3 separate regions of the Rattus norvegicus genome follow, and all the other regions are linked to region 3. The links are chromatin contacts, called in public Hi-C maps. All regions are on one chromosome and are shown on one strand. The core of a region is the stretch at or near the end of the contact, and the rest is flanking DNA. Distances in the headings are between cores, read along the strand shown. Region 1 has its middle 63 kb from the start of Nedd9. Region 2 holds the start of Nedd9 (neural precursor cell expressed, developmentally down-regulated 9). Region 3 has its middle 34 kb from the start of Tmem170b.

Evidence for each region. Hi-C and Micro-C count contacts between places; a contact is called where the count stands out from the background.
Region 1: a Hi-C map of kidney shows a contact between it and region 3, with 5 times the contacts expected there. The contact joins two enhancer-like sites. A contact is called at or near these places in 3 of 12 Hi-C or Micro-C datasets (kidney, liver and mammary epithelial cells).
Region 2: a contact with region 3 is called in a Hi-C map of kidney, with 4 times the contacts expected there. The contact joins the promoter of Nedd9 here to the enhancer-like site in region 3. A contact is called at or near these places in 7 of 12 Hi-C or Micro-C datasets (the A7r5 cell line, Schwann cells, frontal cortex and 4 more).

What each region holds. Positions count from the first base shown.
Region 1 is chr17:23,558,452-23,562,676 of GRCr8, forward strand. It overlaps a transcript of Nedd9 not described here. Among named protein-coding and RNA genes, the nearest start is that of Nedd9, 63 kb to the right of the region's middle. Within about 2 kb of position 2,555, at least 7 of the 93 cell types and tissues checked have an H3K27ac peak or open chromatin away from gene starts, as enhancers often do. A contact at or near this core is called in kidney, where this site is marked.
Region 2 is chr17:23,622,120-23,626,548 of GRCr8, forward strand. Nedd9 (neural precursor cell expressed, developmentally down-regulated 9) reads left to right here and starts at 1,842. Exons shown (of 7, transcript NM_001011922.2): 1 at 1,842-1,956. The coding sequence starts at 1,945.
Region 3 is chr17:23,406,620-23,411,046 of GRCr8, forward strand. No RefSeq gene overlaps it. Among named protein-coding and RNA genes, the nearest start is that of Tmem170b, 34 kb to the left of the region's middle. Within about 2 kb of position 1,487, at least 6 of the 93 cell types and tissues checked have an H3K27ac peak or open chromatin away from gene starts, as enhancers often do. A contact at or near this core is called in the A7r5 cell line and kidney, where this site is marked.

The DNA of each region.
Region 1 (4,225 bases), core at 1,305-3,804, 150 kb after region 3:
TTCAAACAGATAAACGTAGAAACACGGTAAATTGGTTTAAAGGGGGATCGCAAGACGAGGTAGAAGGTGTATATGGAGTATAGACGGCAAAGAGCCCTTGACCTCTGACCCTCATGAGAAAACCTATAACGCGCCTACTGCTCCAGACACACCAAATGCCCATTTTCTCTTTTCAGTGTTCTCTCTTGGCACACTGCATATGTGGCCAAGGTACCCCTCACTGTAGGACTCGCTTTTCACAACCTGAGTGTGAGTGGCGTAAGGGCAGGGCCGTGTTTTATGTATCTTTGACATTTGAGGTAGATGTAACAAGAACTTTCTATGGCTTCGTGCATACACGGATAAATGATTGGTGGATTCCGTTCATGAGGCTGTGCACTTGACTTCCCCCCACCATCTGTGATGTGGCCCTTCAATGACAGAAATGTCTCGACCCATTCCAGAGTTTTACATGCATTTCTAACTTGTGTCTTCAAGGCTAGCGAACTGTGAGTCTCCAACACCAGCCTTGTTGACGGGGAGCTATGACAAGGAGGAAACAGGCCAACAGACTGCAGCCCTGGAACTATCCTGGAGATCCAAAGTGCCAACGCTCCTTAAGGGAAAATGTGGGCGAGGGTGAGTACTGACAGAAAACACGATTCTGTGATTCTCTTTTCTCTTATGTCACGGCTATCTATTCCTCTCAGACCATGTGACAAACGATGTGCCAAGCCTGGAATTGATATCTGAAGAGAAAACATTAATTATAGGACATCAGATAGTGCTCTGTTTGGTGATTTTCCACATAGATATGCTGCTATGCACAGGGACTCGTCTTCCAACCAGGAGTCTCTATTGCTGTCACCTGGATACAAGTGGAACTTAGGAGAGAAGGTGCTTGGGTAAACCTGGAACCCTCCAGAACTATTCAAAGCCTAGCAAAGGCAGCGTGTGTGTGTGTGTGTGTGTGTGTGTGTGTGTGTGTGTGTGTGTGTGTGTGCGCGCGCGTGATCTTTTCTGCACTGATCATGTTGAATAACTCCATTCACATTAAAGCACTCCACAAGAAAATGAACTTTCTCTAGGGTAGTTCAGATGAAAATGACCAGCTGTTCCTAATGTCTCAGGCTTATGATACTACTTGGGAGGCTGAAACAGAAGTTCAAGACCTACCTGGGCCACAGAATGTGTTCAAGACTGTCTAAGGAAATTTAGCAAGACTGCTTAAAAGTAAAACGAGAGCTGTGGTAGAGTTCTTGCTGTGCATGACGAAAGGCCTTGATTCAGTCCCAGGCAATATAACACAGACATAGACACACACACACACACCACCACTACCACCACCACCACCACATACACATTACACACACTACACACACACACTGAATATACCAGACATACAGAGAAACATACCCACATACACACATAACATGCACACACACCACCACATACACAACACACACACACTATACTACACACACATACACACACATTACATACCATACCACAGATACAACACACCACACACAGAGGTATACATACACATATACACACATACATCATCACCACATACACCACTCACACACACACACACACACACACACACACCATATATATCACACCACACACACATACATACAACACAAACATCATATACCACACCACACACAACATACACACACACATACACACACACACACACACACACACACACATCACCACCACTACCACATACATGCATACATGAAAATCAGTTCATCTATCTCATTATGGAATCCTAAAGACTCTTCAAAATAAAGAGAAGGGCTTCCGTGTAATGTACCTATGGACTGACTCCTGAAGGGGGGAGGAGTCGTGGCATGGTGCGGTGGAGCAGGGGTGAGGAATCTGTATTTGACCTCATTCTTTATTCTCATTCTTTATTTAGTAGTGTCAGCCAAGAGCCAGCTGCTTGGGCTCTTTGGTCCCCTGCTTCAGACCTTATAAAATGGCTCTAGGAGGCTTAAAAAAATGCTTAAAGTGTTGTGCTTTAAAGAAAAAGTTAGTTCTTCTTTGATACCGAGAAGCATCAACTACAGACCAATAGAAAATCCCTGAGCAGCCACAGCAAGCAGACAGACCTCTTTGGCTTGCAGGAGAAGAGGCTGTGAGGTAGCTATGACAGTAAATAAAAGAACTGCCCCAGAAGTCATTAACAACCACTTGAATTTTCACACCACCTTGGTGCTTTAAGACAAAGTAATGATTTCCAGCAACAACAGTGAAGATTCCCAGACACAAAAGTGTCTTAGCTTTAAGTCGTCATACCGGAGTTGAGAATGGACAGGAGTTGGGAACAGCTCAGGGACACATTTAGCCAGGACCATCTTTTGGGAAAAGCTCTGCCGAAGTCATAAACACTCTCAAATTTAAGCTTCCTTCAAAAACCCAGTAAAGGAAAGCAGACCCGGAGGTCACCGTTCCACTGTGACGTCAGCAAGCAGTGGAGAGGTCACACCGCACCTGCAGGGCCATCTGAGGCTGCAGAAGGGCTAGGCACCCTTTGCAGAGTTGTTTGATTTTGATTTGTTTTCAGAGATCTGGTAGTTAAACATTTACCCAGGCACACCTGGCGAAGACAAGGAGGCTGGCTCAGAAGTGTGTAAACGGCAAAATACCATTGGCACTCATACTCTGCTGCCTCAAAGGAAGGCAGGAAGCTGACCATTGGAAAGGCGAGTTGTGGTTAATCCGGAGACAAAGCTAGATCACACTTCACAGGGACAAAAACAATCCACAGACACTGTCCCTTCTTCCCTAGTAGATACAACATCAGTGCAGAGCCAAGGTCAACATTTTCTTTGTATACTTATGTCTGATTAAGAGGAGGATGTGATGTATGTGGTGTTCAAAGGAAACTCGAGCTTCCCAAACTCCAAAGGGCAGCCCATATATCCAGAAGTGAGCTCAAAATGGACTATAGGATTTCTGGCAGTTAGAGAAAAGCCACTGTTTCTCAACAACTTGGGAAATCAGTTTCCATCAGCCAGAGAGTCACGTGTACTTAACTCTGGCAGAAGAAATATACGGCACCTAAATGCATATCAAGACCTGGCCCCGCCTGCAGCCTGCTCAGTATCACAAGTGCTTACCTTTACACTTGTCAGTGTCCATGCTAATATCCTGGTCCTTCTCACCTCCTTACCTTAAACTCCCTCCAGCTTATGGGCTTCCTTCTCCACAGCGACTCATTCTTCTTATAACCCAGCCATTCTCAAATCTATCTATCTATCTATCTATCTGTCTGTCTGTCTGTCTGTCTGTCTGTCTGTCAATCTATCATCTATCCACCCATCATCTATCTATCTATCTACCTTTCTATTCATCTATCTGTCAATCTATCATCTATCCATCCATCATCTATCAATCTATTTATCTATTCTTCTGTCAATCTATCATCTATCTATCTATCTATCTATCCATCCATCTGTCAATCTATCATCTATCATCTATCCATCCATCATCTATCTATCTATCTATCTATCTATCTATCTATCTATCTATCTATCTATCTATCTAATCTACCTTTCTATCTATCTCATCTATCTTGCTCCCACTTCCTCTCTCTTATCTCTACGCCCCCCCTGCTACCTCACTATCTCAACTATTCTCTCCTGTCCTGTTTCATTCCATCTACTTCTTTATTTGCTCTGGACTCTTCCAGAGGCCTCTGGTAGTTCTCTCTTTCACATTTCCAATACAAATCTTAACCATATGGAGCAGTCATTTTGCCAGTTTCTTTACTATACCCCCTCATACATGTATATATTTGTTGCCAAAGCCCAGGAGAGGTACACGTGAACCGCCTTTCAAGGGCCCAGCCTCTCATAACCAAACCAAGTTGCTGACTCGACTCGTATAAAATATAGAGCATTTGTTTCCACTGCCTTCAGTCGCCCACCATATTCAACTCCAAATATCTGAGTGTGATTCTTCACCTGCTTTAATCATCCATCTTTCCTCGTCCACTGGGTAAGTGTACTCTTGGTCTCTCTGGCTCCTGGGACCTGCTAAATCCTCCTGGGTACCTGCCATGTGGAATGGCTACACCTCTCATCGCCTGGCAGCAAGTTGCTGTGTGCTTCCACTGTGATTGGGGCATCTCTTGGGTAAGACACTGACCCCTCTCCCTGTATTGGAATCTTCCGTCTGGCAAGTTTTCTGTTTTCAACCTTATTCCCTAAATCTCTCCTTGCTCTGTTCC
Region 2 (4,429 bases), core at 592-3,091, 220 kb after region 3:
TGCTTTTATAAGACTAACCTTGCAGAGTTAGGAAACGTGTGGCGATCTGAAGCAAGAAAGTCACCTGAGAGGGATCCAGCCCTCTCTCCGCCTTGAGAATGCAGTTTCACAAACGCCTGGCACAGGCTTTGGCAAACTGTTCTTGCAATGTTCAGATTGGATGACTTAGCCTTGCTTTCATTCATTCCTCTGAAGATGATTCAGCCTGGCTGCTAAAGAGACGCTCTCTCCATCTCCTGGGGGCCGGGACGCATCTTCTAGAGAAAAAGACCTTGGACTCTCTCACGAGGGTGAGTCTGCAGGGCTTGCCGAGATGAGCCTTCTACCACAATCTGCTTTGAGCCAAATCTGTGTCCAAAAAGACCTTGCAAATCACACAGGTTCCGTTCTGCTTTGAGGTCAAGAAGTGAAAGCCATGACCTGGAAGGGGCCTTAATAGGGATGTGTCAACTTCCCAAAGGTTGCCAGGGCACCTTGTAGAGCAAAATCAGAGCTGCAGCCAAACATAGATTCTATTGTCAATGTAAACCCTACTCCCCCAGACTACTTTTATGGGGTATCTGTTCTCCTGTGCTTTTTGTTTAAATCATTTATTTTCAAAAGTTTTAATCCATTGGGAATTTAGAGGGGGGAATGGGGAAGCAAAATTGATTCCGGTCCAGTTTAGTCAGGAAAAAAAAAGTAAGAACTGATTTTTTTTTCTCCCACCCGAGTCGTGCAGTCTGGCTGGAATGCATCCCAACTAGGGGATGGTCCTGAATGCTCTAAATGCTGAGGCCCAAGGAAAAGAAACGTCTGTCTTCTCCTGAGTGATTCTCTTTCTCTATAGAAATCTCAAAATGGAACCGCTCTACAAATCATGTCCTGGGCTTTGCCAGAGAGAAGCTGTTCCCTTTAAACAGGCTTATCAAACAGTAGTGTTTTCCCTGAATAATAAGTGTGAGTGGGCTAACGGGTCATTTGGGGGAGAGAGGTCAGAAGGAAAAGGCCTCAGTGTTCAATGCTGAATCTGGCCAGGCCAGCGGTCGGTCAAAGAGCAGAGAGTGCTGGGTGGACAGCAATGATGTATAGAGTGTGTTCTATAGAACCTGCATGGGTTTCTACCTAACCTTTATCCCCATCAAAGCCTGCCAAGATCTCTTAATGTGTCTGACACTTCTCTCTCTCTGAGGTCATAGCAAGATGGTGCAGGGAAAACCTGGTGCTTGCTCCTTTTCATTGAAGAAGAAATGTTTTGAAGCTCCTAGCAGGCTGACTTAGCAAAGTACTTTGAACACTGAAGAAGAAAAAAGCAGTCACAGAAAAGGGAAGGGAAAGAGAAAAGACAGAGGGAGAGAGAGTTATCAGCAGGGGTGGTTAGTAAAAAAAAGGGGGGGAGGGGATTGGAGACAGAAAACCTTTTGTTCCTCAAACTCGTTTCATGTAGAGATTGTAAGGTGAATGCCTTTGAAATGAAATGGGTTTATGAACTAGTTGCTAGGTCACAGGAAGCGCAATCCTCAGACTGCTTTGTGGATTTGGATTCTTTAAAACTTAGGTTATTCTCAGAAGGAACGTACCTCCTTTGTCTGGTTCCTATGTCTTTCCTCTTAATATTTTTATTTCGCGGGGTGGTTTGGGCTGCCTTCCCACTTTCTGTTTTCTCCTCCGCCCTTTTGATAACGTGAAAAGAAATGATCCTATTACACGCTCTTTGTCGGAGGGTTTCTGAAGTTAGAGGTGGGCGGGGTGGAGGCGTTACCTTCCCCCCTCTCACCAACCAATGGCGGTGAAACATGCAAATTAGGTCCGCGCTCTGCCGGTCTGGATCTGGACTGTGAGCTCAGAGACTCCGCAGTGCGCGGGAGGCGAACGTTCTCACTCCCATCCAGCCCTTTGCTCAATGGAGGGGCGGACACTGCAGTGTGACTAGATAGGACCAGGGCTCATCTGACCACCGCCGAGATGAAGTATAAGGTAAGAGTGCCTTTTATACAGTCTCCTGAGAGGCTGGAGGCAGCTGTGCGGGCTCCTTTTCCACCTTGACAACTGGGCAGGGATCCCTTGTGTGTCTGGTTTTGCTGAGCTGCGTCTGATCTGGTTTCCAGGGTTCCCTGGGGTGTACCCGCAAGCAGACGTGCGCTTTCAGATCCACCGGTTCTTGGTACACGATTCTGAAAGTTGCTGTGGGTAGCGGAAGGCAGTGGAGAAGAGTTAACCTAGCAGCCACAGCGGCCACTGGAGATCAGAAGGTGTCTAACTCGCCTCGCAGCAGGCAAGTCGCAGGTCGCTGCCTGACCAAAGCTGGCCTGGAGAGCCTTAATAAGAGAGAAGTCAGAACTGCTGAGGCTCTAACAGGCTCTAAAAGCATCTTTTCAGAATTTGCCTTAAGCACTTGATCTGGGAAGCTGTCTGCTCTAGGTCCTTTCGGTAGAGGCAAATTAAAAACACAGACGCTAATCATAGGGGCGATGATGGAGAATTCCCACATCCTTAGATAGTTTGATTTCGTGAATAAAGGGTGTTAGTCACTTCTGGATAACACTTTATTGGGGTTGAATGGGTCTGAAAATATAAAGGCTCCGGTTGGCTTATTTTCCCTGACGCTTACAGAATGTCCTGCTCATATTTGGCAACGCTATTTTCCACTGCATTTTGCACCACGGTTTCTGGGGTTACTCTTGGCAAAATGATTATGACTTGCTCAGCACATCCCGTCTAAGGAGGCAGTTTCCAGGGGACTTGGCACAGTAGCAGTTCATGGCAATGACTTGGCCTTAGGATCCCTTTTCTTATTTTAATGGTGAATAGGCGTGAGTCCTCGACTTTTAAAAGACAGTGTTATTACAAAATTTCATTTTGGTAAGGTGGCCTAACAGACCCAGTTAACTGACCTAGCTAGGGGGCTAACTTGGCTTCCCTCTGTGGTTTGTAGCCTCTGGCCCTTCCTTTTGGATAGATAGAGAGCTGTAAACACTTGCTAAAGTTAACAGTCACTAGTTCCAAGTCTATAAATCTTGTTCAAAGGCTGTGAACCGAAGCAAGAGTGATAGTTGTTGGGGAAAGTTCCCGCAGTCTCGAGACCCAGGTATCCATTGTCACCCCCTATCAGCTTTCCACTGCGTCCTACATCAGTGGGGAGGGGCGGAAGAAAGGATGGGTCCAGGAGTCAGTCAGAAAGACAGCTTTCTACCCAGGAGGAACAGAATCTTTTTGGAAGTGAGTCTCTCCATTGCTAAGACTCCTTGTTCATAACTGATGGGGCTACATGGTGTCTAGCCTGCAATGATTTTTTTCTTCTCCCTTTCTCCCTGTTTTTGACTTGAGACCGTGTTATAGAGACCGTGTTATAGAGAACAGATAAAAGATTGACTCTGGTCTATTATTGGGGCATTAAATAGCTGACGTGAACTCTGAGCACTGCAGTCTACAAAGTGACGGAGTCTAAAGTCACTTTGGTTCAGTGACCTCATCATGTTTAGCTTTGCTCTTTACTGAAAGAAAAATATCATGGGGACTGATGATTAAAACTGCAGGTGAGAGACTGCAACTGGGGGACGATTTCTGCTTGGCTGGATCTGCACAGAGTTGAACACTTTGCCAATCAATAGCAATGCATGGTGATATATCATCACCACCACCATCACCAGCACCACCACCATCAGCAGCACCACCACCTCCACCACCATCATCATCACCACCACCACCACCATCATTACCACCATCATCACCACCATCACCACCACCACCACCATCATCATTTCATTATTATTGTAGGCAACTTCTCCAGCAAAAATGCTGCGCTCCCCAGGTAAACAAACAACCGACACATAGACACCCCGAGTGGACCCTAGCAGAAGCGAGCCACTTTTCCTATGGTCATAAAGTCTAACGAGAGATAACTGTCTCTCAGGAGAGAATTAGTCATGCTATGTAGGAGATGCTGAAGCAGAAGCATGATGTGGAGAGCATCACAAGTCTGTCCTATTTAACTCTCCCCATGGCGTAAGGCACACTCATTTTCAGAAGCAGCAGTTGTGACACAGAGGGTAAGTGATTTTTTTTTTCTGATACGAGAGCTGAGGAGCATGGGATTAGAAATGATCTTGATCTAATACTCGTGATTTAAACACTACCAAGAGGTGGGGGAAACCCCTAAAACAGAAATCATCTGTAACTCCCTGATACATCCCTCTGACCGGTATGTTCTGGTCTCGAAAAGTTCCGAACTATTTCCTCCCAAGTGTCCCCCACCCCAGGAGAGTCTCCTATTTTGTTTCAGTGATAACTGCAAGCTGAAATACAGAGTTGGCATTTATTTGTTTAATTTGAACTACTTAAGTAGTAAAACAAGATAATTATTAGATTGTAAAGCCCGGGAGTCTGGAATTATCTCTTAAACACTATGTTGCGCCAGAAACTATAAATTTAGCATGGGCTTAAAAATGGA
Region 3 (4,427 bases), core at 237-2,736:
TGCGGTAACTGCTCTCTCTCTCTCTCTCTCTCTCTCTCTCTCTCTCTCTCTCTCTCTCTCTGTGTGTGTGTGTGTGTGTGTGTGTGTGTGTGTGTGTATGATATCTTAGTCAAGGTTTCCGATCCTGCACAAAACATCATGACCAAGAACCAAGTTGGGGAGGAAAGGGTTTATTCAGCTCACACTTCCACATTGCCGTTCATCACCAAAGGAAGTCAGGACTGAAACTCAAACAGGTCAGGAAGCAGGAGCTGATGCAGAGGCCATAGAGGGATGTTACTTACTGGCTTGCTTCCCTTGGCTTGCTCAGCTTGCTTTCTTATAGAAGCCAGAACCACCAGCTCAGAGATGGCACCACCCACAATGGACCCTCCCACCCTTGATCACTAATTGAGAAAATGCCTTACAGCTGGATCTCATGGAGACTTTTCCTCAAGGGAGGCTCTTTTCTTTGTGATAACTCCAGCTTGTGTCAAGATGACACACAAAACCAGCCAGCACAGAGGGATAGTTAGTAATTTGTAACTTCCGTATTTAAAAATTGGTGCTTTGAATTAACACTTACTGCTTTTAACTTAATTAAACGAATGTTTAATGAGCATCTTGGCTGTTTTTGAGGCCTCCACCAGAGGGCAAATTGTCCAGCCTCAAACAGAAACCCATCCATGAAACTTGGAAATACAGTTCCATATTCAAACACCAGGGGGAACCAGTCCCTAATTTATCTTTTGAGACAGTGACCTTGACAACAGGGAAAAGAAAAAAGCCTTCAAATTTAAGATATAGGGACTACGGTGTGGAGGGAATGCTCTCTGAACACATCCTAAAACGAAAGAAACCGTGTTGTGTCAAGTAACTTAGCCTTGGTCCCGGTTTACAGACAGAAGATAGAAAAATTCTACCTTTCCCCCATTTTGAGTGCAGTCGAGCAGGTAGCATTTCCTGGAAAAGGAGAAGGGATCTACAAGCCTGTAATTCCCAGACAATGCTTTAACTAACGCATGCCCATGGCAATCACATTTTGTGCTGCCTCTGGCTTCTGTTACAAAATAAATAGTATGTCTGAATATTTATACTCGTACTGGGTTAGTATGTATTATATTTGTATCACCATCTTAAGTAACTCTCGCTCTACATTCTTTTCTAGTTCTTTGTTTTGTATACACAGGGATTTAATGGTTCAGTGACTGTGAAAATGGCCTGCTATTCTCACTGCAGGAAATCTGGGGACCAAATTGCTCACAATGAATTAATTGCAGGAACCAAACACATTGTAAGACTCCCGCTTTCCTGACAAACGGGAAGCAGATTTTGCCCATAACTGTGCACAGTAATCCGAGAGTGTTGGCAACCTGTAGTCAAAATGACGGCTTCTACGTGAGTCTGGGCGAGCATTGCAGTGCCCCTGAGCTGGATCAAGGGGAGTCAAGCTTCAATGCCAATGACGTGGAGAATAAAGACAGTTTAGTCAGCACCTCTGGTTAAAGTGTCAGAGGACAAGATTGAGACTTCACAACCTGGTAGAGCGTAAATCAAAGGCAGACAGAGGTTAGGGGCAGATTGAGCTTTGAAGAACTGATTTTTGTTGTTTTTGTCTCTCCTTCCTTCCTTCTTCCCTCCCTCCCTCCTCCCCTCCCTTCCTTCCTTCCTTTCTTCCTTCCTTCCTTCCTTCCTTTCTTCCTTTCTTCCTTTCTTCCTTCTTTTCTTTCTTTTGGAAATCCTACAATTTTGACTCAATTCCACCCAAGAGAACACCTACCATTTTTCACATGAGCCACTAGGCAAACTAATGAAGGACTGATCATATCAAAGTACACCTACCACAGGCTTCATTAGCAACAACAGCAACAACAACCACATGTAAACACAGAGAGGTAAGGTGAGTCTGTGGACTTGGGCCCTAATTTCGTGTGTGTGTGTGTGTGTGTGTGTGTGTGGTGTGTAGTGTGTGGTGTGTGTGTGTGTGTGTGTGTATGTAGTATGTACGGTATGTGTGGTGTGTGTGTGGAATGTGTAGGGTGTGTAGGGTGTGTGGTATGTGTATGTATGTGTGTGGTGTATGTGTGGTGTGTGTGTAGGGTGTAGGGTGTGTGTGTGGTGTATGTGTGGTGTGTGTAGTATATAGGGTGTGTGTGTTTTGTGTGTTGTGTGTGTGTGATGTGTGTGATGTGTGTGGTGTATATGTGGTGTGTGTGGTGTATGTGTGGTGTGTGTGTAGTTTGTGTGTGATATGTGTGGTGTGTGTGGTATGTGTGTGTATGTGTATGAGGTGTGTGTGGAGTGTGTAGGGTGTATGGTATGCATATGTGTTTGGTATGGTGTGTGTGTATGGTATGTGAGTGTGTGTGTGGTATGTGAGTACGTGGTGTGTGTGTGTGTGTGTGTGTGTGTGTGTGTGTGTACTGATTTCCAGTTTAACATGGCACTGCTTCACATTCATTGTGCCACGCCCCGACTTGAATAAGGTAGAGAATCCTTCTCTGTGACACACTGGTATAACAAAGGCTGCCTGCTGAGGCTTCACCACAAATTTTGTATTATGGGAGCCTCAGTATACTTCTCATACCTCCCAGCTGCTTCACAAAACCCCTAGGAGTGTCACACCATGCTCCTGAGATGTCTTGGGCCACAAATTGACTTGTGGATATAAGTGAAAGGAATAATAAGCCCTCGTACTATCTAGGGACTTGTTGGCTGGGTCTGCAAAGCTCTGACAAAGACATCAGGATTTTCAGGTTACTCAGACGTGCCACGACATTTGACACGTGACTACTCTTCTGTCCTCTGATTCCTGTAGCTTGTCAGGTCAAGACGACTGAGGAAGAGAAGCACTCCTGTGTGCCCCGTTCCTAGGATGGTTTCTATGAACTCATGTTTAAGGTTAGTTCTCAAGTTGGTGAGGTGCTAAGCAGGCATTCTGTGGTATTAATGTCCATTCATACCTCGTGGATTCTTAAAAATGAAGAAAAGGCCATGCTCTGTGGCCAGAGTCTGTACTTCTGCCAAGGAATTCTTTCTTTCCCGTAAGTCATTCACCCCTCAGGCAGCTAAAGCCTCATAGTGGGCTAACATGTGGGGCTCTCCTTTCCCCTGCTTATGCAGCTTTCTAGTGGGCACCGAGAAGCAAGGTACCAGGGTTTCAAAGGTAAAAGATTCATTACCTGCTTTTGCACTAAGTTATTATAGAGGGGACTAAGTCAGCACTTGGACTTTCCAACGTGCATGCTTCTAAGGGATGGAGTCACTGGAAGGGGTTGTCTAGGCAGCTCATAGGTGAGGCAGCTCTCTGAGATCAGAGGAGAGTATTCTTTCCAGAAGCCACACTCACATTCTGTACCTTTCAGGGACTGGAGGGATGTCTCAATGAGGAAAGTGTTTGTGGGCCTGAGTTAAGATCTATAGCACTCACATAAAAGCCAAAAATGTCAGCATGACTTACAAAATTGGCAAGCAGTGTTAGCAAGCAAGACAGAGAATTCTCAGGACTCCCTGGTGCTTGCCCAGGCAGTGGTAAGATCTAGGGAAATCACTGAGGAAATCTAGCTTGAAAAATAAGGTGGGAGGTAACAGAGGAAGACTCCTTTGGTCTTGACATGTGCATGCAGAGTTGTGGGTATGTGTACATATAACACACACACACATCACATCACACACACATCATACACATAACACACCACACACATCACACACACAAATCACACATATAATACACACATAACACACCACACACATCATACACACAATAACATATACATCATACACACAATAACACACACCACACACATCACACACACATAACACACACACCACACACATTGCACATACATCACACACACATCACACCCACATCATACACACTCACACACACATCACACACACACACCCCACACATCATACACACATCACACACACATCACAACACACCACACACATATCATACACATATCACACCACACACACAAATCACACATATAAACACATGTAACACACCATACACGTCATACAAACAATAACACACACATCATATACACAATAACACACACACCACACATTACACACACATCACACACACATGACACACACAGCACACACACCACACACATATCACACACACATCATATACACACACATCATATACACATCACACACGCACACACCACAGACACCATACACACATCACACACACATCACACACACACCACACATCATACACACATCACACATACATCACACACACACAAACACACACATAACACAATACACACCACACACATCACACACACGCACACACACACATCACATACACATCATACACACATCACACATCACACATACATCACACACACACATAGCACACATATACACCACACACATCATACACACATCACACATCACACATCACACACACATCATACACACATCACACA